Regions from separate parts of the Gasterosteus aculeatus genome. Here region 1 is linked to region 2. Evidence: chromatin contacts called from public Hi-C data. All regions are on one chromosome and are shown on one strand. Each heading gives the region's core, a stretch centred on a gene start, on an enhancer-like site or on the middle of the called end of the contact. The rest is flanking DNA. Distances are from core to core; before and after follow the strand shown.

Evidence for each region. A called contact is a pair of places that touch in the nucleus more often than the background predicts.
Region 1: a Hi-C map of skeletal muscle shows a contact between it and region 2, with 4 times the contacts expected there. The contact joins two enhancer-like sites. A contact is called at or near these places in 2 of 6 Hi-C or Micro-C datasets (both in skeletal muscle).

Annotation. Positions count from the first base shown.
Region 1 is chr1:15,627,849-15,632,050 of fGasAcu3.hap1.1, reverse strand. tenm4 (teneurin transmembrane protein 4) reads right to left here. Exons shown (of 31, transcript XM_078103875.1): 31 at 1-2,103. The coding sequence ends at 1,345. Among protein-coding and RNA genes, the nearest start is that of nars2, 16 kb to the left of the region's middle. Within about 2 kb of position 1,675, at least 1 of the 9 cell types and tissues checked has open chromatin away from gene starts, as enhancers often do.
Region 2 is chr1:15,449,808-15,454,141 of fGasAcu3.hap1.1, reverse strand. No RefSeq gene overlaps it. Among protein-coding and RNA genes, the nearest start is that of fam181b, 23 kb to the right of the region's middle. Within about 2 kb of position 1,636, at least 2 of the 9 cell types and tissues checked have open chromatin away from gene starts, as enhancers often do.

The sequences.
Region 1 (4,202 bases), core at 426-2,925, 180 kb before region 2:
TGCAGTATTTATCACTGATGAGATTGATTATTCAACCGTATTTTTAATCTCGATCAACAAATGAAAAATGTCATCCCAAGCTGTATTTGTTTAGATGTTGTTGTGAGGAATACTGACTAAAGCAAGTTAAACAAACACTGGCTTTCAAATGCAACAGAGACCAATAAAAATGTAGTCTAATGAAAAACACAAAAATTCATTTAACTAAACCACCTTTAAGTTCCAGTTTATTTCATGTGTTGAAACACCCTTGATTATTGTTCAAGTACAACAATTAACAATAAAAGGGACTATTGTTCACATTTTTTTAAATTCACATTTGTTATACTGTTAATCCATACAGCTATTCATAAAACAAAACTAAAATGTATCTCAAAGCCATTCATGTAAAATACCTTTTGTTGTTGTTAATACAGACATTGATTCCACAGTATTTTCTCACAGGCTCTTCTGCTATTTTCAGAATTGAGTGTGTTCGACCACGGCCAAATAAAAGGGAGCAGGGAACAAATTATAGATTGCTTTTCTTGCTTTGAAAAAAAAAATTCCAGTTGAAATCAAATTACAATTAAGAAAAAAAAGTGACCTTATTGTTGGCTCGACCATAAAATGTAGTCTTCATTAAGCAGTTTTGCTAATCTTGTAGTTCATGAAGAAGGGCATCAACATGCACAGTCAGGGTGCACCGAAGCCTTCTCAGCTAAGACCACAGATGAGTATCAACCCTCCTCTTTAAACCAAAAGAATCACATCACACAAAATGAAAGTGCTTCGACAAGTTCAGCCGGGGTTTTGATGAAGGGCTCTACCACCAACAGAAATCTCTCTCATTATTTATGGATGACTGGGGCTATGAGGGTTTCGAGTATAAAAAATAAGTGATTAAAAGAGAAGGAATCTCCTTGGCTGAGGTGCGGACAAGGCAGAATGGAGCGAGCTTGTGAATAACAAACTGCAGGTCTGGCAGCAGTGAGCCAGTGAGCATAATGCATTACCAATACTCCTCTTGGATTTCTTTGAACAGAACCACCAGCAGGGATGAGGAAATGGAGTCACAAAAAGAAGTCACAGACGTCGCACATTTGTCATCCTCTAGCAGCCGCACTTGGAGGGCAAAGACTGGTAAAGAACCTCCAAAAGGAGAAGGGCCCTCGTCCATTAATACAGTGCAACTTTTTTTTCTTCTTTTTTTTTTTTAAACAGTATATTAAAAACAAAGTTGAGCACGGTCAAAGAAAAAAAAAAAAAAAAAATCCCCAAAAAAAGGTCATGTACACAACTGTCTTTGGCAAGAAGTCCCATGTCCTACATCGGAGTCCGTCACTCGAGAGCCTCGTGTTCATGTCACCTTCGGCCCATTTCGCTCTGTCTCATGAAATGAATGTTGTTGACACTGTCTGCCAGCTGAGGGTACTGGTCGACCGACACCACGTAGTACCCGTCGTAGCCCTGCACCTTCCCCGAGCCGAGCAGCTGCTGCTTCTCCCCCTCGGTCCAGGTTCGCGAGCCCTCCTCTCCATCCCTCAGTCTCTGGCGCTCCCGGGCCCAGGCCTGGGCGACAGATCTCTGGCGGGCCAGCTCCAACACGCGGGCTTTCTCCTCGTCCACGCTGCTGCCGTAACGGGTATTCAAGCACAGTGCGCCGTATTGTAGCTGGATGTCCGTGATGCGCCTAGTCCTGCCGTTGAGGACAGTGTTCACTTGTGACACCGTCACGTTGACGCCGGTCTCCAGCGTGCGCCGGCCCACCGTCATGCCGATGAGGGACAGGTCTCCCTCCACCGAGCCCAGTTTGACGAAGTTGTGCGTGTCCATTCCGGCGATGGTGAAGTGGAGATCTTCGAGGTAGAACGCGTCGTTCAGCACTGCGGCCATGCGGCGCCCGTCCTCGTTGGCTAAGCTGATGATGTCGGTGCTGATGCGGCCCTCTCGGATCGCAAACTTCACGCCCTTGCCGAAGATGGAGCCGCCGGAGGCAAAGACCTTCTTGTCCTCTGTCTGAGGACATCCTGCACTTTTAGATCTGTAGATCTGGCCAAAGCGCTCCAGCTTGACAAAGGCCTTCAGCTGCCTCTGAACCTCACACTGAACGCCCAGCAGAGACTGCAAAACAAAGAAGACGCTGTTTAGTCACGCAGCCCCCGCAGCATTAATATAGACAGTGAGAAAGAGTCACACCATTTCCATCAATCGCTACTTTTGAAGATATTCCGCTTGGTATTCATGAGAACTTCTGATTACCTCACAACTTGGCTCGTAACCTTTATCCTAGATTGCATAGAGACTAAACATCTTCCCTTTCCGATATGTGTGACTGAATGAGTATGATTCAAAAACTTGAATGAATGAAATCCACAAAAAAAAAGTAAATCCAAACAAAACATTATCTGGGTCTAATATACACTGTAAAGAAAAGGAAAAAAACCAAGTCATCAACCAAATCCAAATAAGTGTTATAACTGGAATTAGAACAATATCAAATGGCATCAAAATTTGTTCAAGAAACAGTTTAAAGGTTTACAAATACAAGATTACAGGAAAGAAAATATCCCATTCATATCCATTCTTATTTGATTTAACATCTTGAGTACATAATGTATATATATATATATATATATATATATATATATATATATATATATATATATATATATATATATATATATATATATGTATCATTCCTTTGGGGATCAAAGCCTTGTATGGACACCGAACATTCCCTAGAGCCCAAATTAATACTTGTCCTAATACTACTTGACAAGAGTCAGTCCTTAGGGAGAAAAGAGCCGTTCAAATGAGGCGAGAGATATGAAATGGAAGCGGGCCAGCGAGACAGTCGCCTGCACGCATCTGAGCGGCAAGAAAAAGGCTCTCAGAGACTGTTCCTTCCTGCCATCGTGCAACACGAGAGGCTGTGAGCGTCTCGAGGAGTCAACCAGTCACATCCAAAGTCCTCTGCTTGACAGTCTCTAATTGTGTCTCGGGGTTCGAGCTGTGTGGGGGGGCGGAGGCTGAGGAGTGTGGGGGCAGGTTGGCAGTGACTAGCACATTGCTCTTTGACTGCGCGTCAGATCTCGCATAAAGAGGCGGGGGGGAGACGGGTACGGCGGCAGCTGTGCTATCGGACCCCTCGGGAGAGCCGGCCTGGGGGGAAACTTCACACTATGCCACTCCATGTTTGTTTATTGGTCAACAGTGTGAGTCGGTCAGCTGTCCCAGCAGCGGTCGGGGAAGGGACACACACACACACACACACACACACACACACACACACACTCCTAGAGAGGCATCATTCACGTAGCATGGTGTGTACTCAGCCTCCAGCAAAACCCAGAACGAGAGATCAAGCCCGGTGCAACACAAGCCTCATCTGTCATCTGCCCCCCCCCCCCCCACGCGCCCCTCCCACGGCCCTTTTTCAATCGCTGCACAGATTCAGCTGCATGGCAAAATGGGGGCTTAAAAGAAAAGAGATAGAAAGGCAGGAATGGCGGGGGTACATGATACACCTGCATGTGTAGTTTTAAAGCTATATCCCTGCTTCAAAGAATCCTACATTTAATTAGGCTCTTCTGGCCATCTGTAGAGAGGATCAGCTTGGCATTTAGCAGCTCAGTTCACAATTTAGAAGCAGGATTCCTAGATAAGAAAATCATGTCCCGGCTCGCACACAGGGTAAAGAAGCATTATCTCTTCTCTTTCCTCACACATCATTTACAGTATTTACTCCAGAGCTCAGCTAAAGATAGGGCTCCCTAACAAACGGGAATAAAACCTTCAAATCTAGTATAAATTTGCTATTTAAAGCATCGGCTACGTGGTTCACAGTCCATCAGAGGGTGTTCTTGAATATATGCTGGAAGGGCTGCATTTCCAGACAAAACAGAAGCTTGCAATGTTAATTGCACAATGCACTCATTTAATTGTAGTCCTTCTATGAAGAATGCTTCCAAGAAAGTGATGATAAAAAATTAATTTAAATCTCTTATTATGGTTCAGGATATTTCAAAAAAACGGTTGTTTCCTTTGGAATTAAGCATATTAAGTAATTCAGAAAAAACTGAAATTGATTGTTGATTAGTTTGTCTGTCCAATGTAGTCAGAATTGCAACTCCATCTCTGCAAAAAGAAGACTGTTGCATTCGCTATTTTTCATCAACTGCACGATTCCATCCATCCGTATCTACTCTCAGGTATTGGAA
Region 2 (4,334 bases), core at 387-2,886:
CAAACTGTGCTTCCGTTAGGGAAGGGTATTCTTCATTAAAAGTTATGCGAGTCATTCTTTAATTTGTTCACTCAGAAAGGTCTCAGGGATAATATTAAAAACATGTCAAATAAGAAAAGTAGACCCATATAATGCAAATCTATCTGGAAATAGTTAAGGGGTTATTGTTTATTTGATTTCAGAGGAATGTAAAATTCCTCTTCAGGTAAATGAAACAATTAATGTAGAAATTAATGAATCCTTATAGGCATATTTTCTAATAATTTCCTAAAAATCAGGAGAAAGAACAACCATTTAAATCCACATGAAAAGCATTGTATGAAGCACCTCAAATCCTAGTTTTCAAATCTAATTTGAGGTTTAATTTTGGATTCCTATGCGTTTGTAACCTAGAAATCATCAGTACATAACAAAAAGTAATTATCAGCAATTCATACGCACTGACTTTTAAGAAAACGTTGGTTATGTAAGAAAAATGGAAAATGTTCAACATCGGTTCATTATCTCACTCGTGAAAATCGAAGAAGTTAAATGAACGGGCAGGAGAGAAGAGCAGAATTCATGCGCCACGTGTCAGTGCTTATTTACCTTTACATGTGGGGTCACAAGTACACTCAATTTATAACGGCAATGAAGCCAAAAAGGGGAATAATTCCAGAATTGTGTGCGTATAATGGAATTTCACAGCCATGGGGACTTAGTGTTGCCCACCTCACAACACCATGAAAACAAATCCTTGACCAAAGAATGGGTTCGCGTTAATTCGGTCCCATAACACACTGAAATTCAGCCCCAGAAATCCCCTCCAGTGGCTGGAAGAAGTCTATTAGGCTGCAGTAGATCTATTACAGCAGTTTGTATACTGCACCAAAGACATCTCTGTAAGCATACATTTTTGCGATGCATGCTTTCTACCAAATGACCTTCCCTTTGCACTCTGAGTCCATACTGAGCATCAGCTTTTACAATCATATTCACGAGGATAGCTTTATGGGACTCATAAGGCCACCTTCATCCAGGAGCATAATATGTTTGTGTGAGGGATATAAAGCCTGTAATATGCAATAAAATATGTCCTTTAATGAACTTTGTAGAAAGATTGAAGCGCCCACACAGCCGTAAGTACGGGGCACATAAAGAATTGCTAATGGAAACTTCCTGTACAACTGCTATTAGGAGAGTGATCCGTCTGGTCTTCACATCTAACCGCTGTCCATTTGAAAGATTGGAAATCCATACAAGTTGCATGGGATCATGATACCCTTCACTTTAAAGGGCATCAGGGGTTTGGTTTAGCTAATAAGGTACATAATAACTTTAAGATGACGAACAGGCCTTAAAAGAATAGAGCCCCACATGGTCAAGCTTTTTTCTTTTTACGGTTTGATCTTGACTTTGATCCGACGCGATCACATCAAATCTAACCCACGGAATCTGTTGCATGCTGTGAATCCGTCCGGCGTATGATGGATGATGGCGGTGAAGGAGCTGAGAGGACCAGCGGACAGGGCAGACCCTTACACCTGAGCAGCCAGGGATGGCTCGGCCACATGCTGTTCGCGTCATTACACAGCCTCAGCCTCAGACCTGTGAGTGCCGCCCTGATTGATGGGCTCCACCGGGCCAAACGGCCCAATGGAGGCGTTCCACGCAGACTGTGGCCCAGCCCATCCATCTCGAGTCCCTAGTACAGAGAGTCATGTTACCGTAGCCCGCGTCTCCTCCGGCACCGGGCGGCTCAGGCTTAATCCCACTGCCTGATTAAATGGGCCGCTGGGTGCAGCGAGGGCACGATTCAATATTGTGTGCTAAATTGCCAGTGACAAATCAGGAAGTGGGAATGAATTCAACACACAATGAATAAAACACAAAATGGCATTGGTTTGGGATCAACGCGAGCAACCATCAGTTCATGATGTTGTTTATTTGGGATGGCAGTGTTTCACAACGCTTAAAGTAAAGTTTGTATAATTTAGGGTTTAAGAAAAACCATATGTTGTTTGTCACAGTATTGCCATGAAAATACATAGTTTTATCAACTTGATTATTTTATTGCCAAACCAAAAGATTTGAGTCGTGAATGCCATGTTAAACATTAACAGTTATCCCTTGATGCCGTGTCTTTACTGATAGTCAATCACTGCCAGCACAAATTAAGCGTGTGCTTGTGTCTGACTTTGGTCTTTGTTTTAGTTTAGGAGTCATAAATCATCAGGGCTTCACAGAAAATGTCCTATGTGGGAAATGATGAATTATAAAAGGTGTGATGCAGAAACTATCAGCAGCTCATAATATCTATCTTGTGCTCATCTATTAAAGCAGAGGGAGGGACTTGAATTGCTCGCCAAATGTCATTACCTTCAATTTACCCTGAATGACATCTTCAGATTTTCTGACAGTGCACTTAATATCCACCGCAGAGGATGCGTCAATATGCAGCATGTGAGATCCTTTCCAGTACATGGCAAATACTGACAAAGCCATTTGTCCATCCACAGGGACGGAATGGCCAATAACAAATGAATGACTTCCCGCCTGCCCCTTTGGACGTTTCTGCCTCTGCAGCCAGATGCAGCCGCCAGATGCACACAGCTTGTCTGCTACCTTGCCGCTTCAATAACTCTCATTACGGTAATTGTTGCCTAATGTTTTCATAATCTACTGCTTACAGGAAACTGTTTTTCCTTTCTCTCATACCATGGCTGCCTCCCCATGGTCCCATTCTCAACGCACATTTTTTCAAATTCTTCATCCACGTTTTTTCCATCAATAATGAGCCGGGAACTGTCCCAGCTGGCTGCTTTCCCCCGATCGAAGAAAGTCAGGCAGAATTGCCGCTGTTTTGAATGAAAGACAGTGAGCCATCAGAGAAAGGCCAATGGATTTCACTCTTGTGATTTAATGAGTCACTCATATGCCATGTTGGCACCAGCTCGCAGCATCTGGCACTTGGGTGGCCGTGCGCATTTGCAGAGTTTACTTACATTTCACCTCTGCGTTGCTCAGAATGAAGGATTGCCTACTTACCCCCTGCTCTACGGGGGGTTTTCATTCTAAACACACTGTAAAGTATTTGGTTGAGTGATCCTCTCAATCTCACGAGGTGGTGATGAAGTGCGTCTATTACAACCTGCATGGAGGTCCAAAATGCTATTTTTTATGTGAAGATTTGTGTTCACCCTGGAGGGCTCATTAGTGGGCAATTACCGATCAAATCTCTTTGCAAGCGTACTGACAATTAGCCACTTCTTCTGCTTCATAATCTGTGAATATGACAAGAAAGTTATGATGGATCATAAAATATATTGCAGCTAGAGCTGCTGCTTCGGCTTTGGTTTGGCAAAGTAAGACTATTGGAGACCATTGTGTTGCCCAGCAGGGCAAGGACACACTACTGTGATGTCTTTGTCAAAGGCAATCGAGACCTGCATTTGTGTCCAGCGGGAATAAGAAGAGTCTGTGTTTGTTTTTCTCTCAGATGTGTCCAAATAACAATTGTGTGCAAGACATAAAACTTTCAAAGTTTAGGTTTAGTCTTATATTAATTTAATAAAAAATAATTTTCATATTAAATAAACTAAACAATATACAGAGTTTATGTATTTTGTATTATTAGTATTACTATTAAGTTAAATCATTTTAATTAATTGCAACTTCAACTGTTGAAGCTTTCCTTCTCTAAATTTTCCACCCCATAGGTTTTATTGTCTGTGCCTTGTGACAGCCTTATAATGAAGGTTAAATACATGAATAGGGCAAAATTAAATACTTACAGTAATTGTGTGTTCTGGGCAGCCCATAAGTGCGCCTACAATTAGGGAGTGCTTGGTCAGCTCAGTGTTTTGTTAAACTGAAATTACACACAACTGGGAACCAGCGCTGCAGTGTGACGTTTGCAAACTTTTGTCAAATGATGCAGGATAAATGTTAGCACGGCCGGAGTTCCCCTTTGGTCAAGGAGGGCAAGTCCATTAGTTTTCCAATCACTACAATTGACCAAAATATTTTTAGGTAATATCTCAAAGCGCTAGTATGGTTTCTTAGAAAGTCCACTGTTTTTGCAATAATGAAAACTTACTTAAAAAATCTTTGGATCTTGCATTTCTCTCTAATTATCTCACATGTGCATTCCGCCTGTGACATTTAGCCAGGGCGTTTTCAGTAAGTCACAGGGTGGACTGCGATGCCATTAGGTGATAAGGTTCATTTAACGTGGACCTCTCATCAGCACATTTCTCCCGCCTTAAGGCATTAAATACAATCCACGCTGATTAGCATCGGCCTCATATCAGGAGAAACATAATAGCCCCACTCTGAAGGTGAACCTCCTGCCG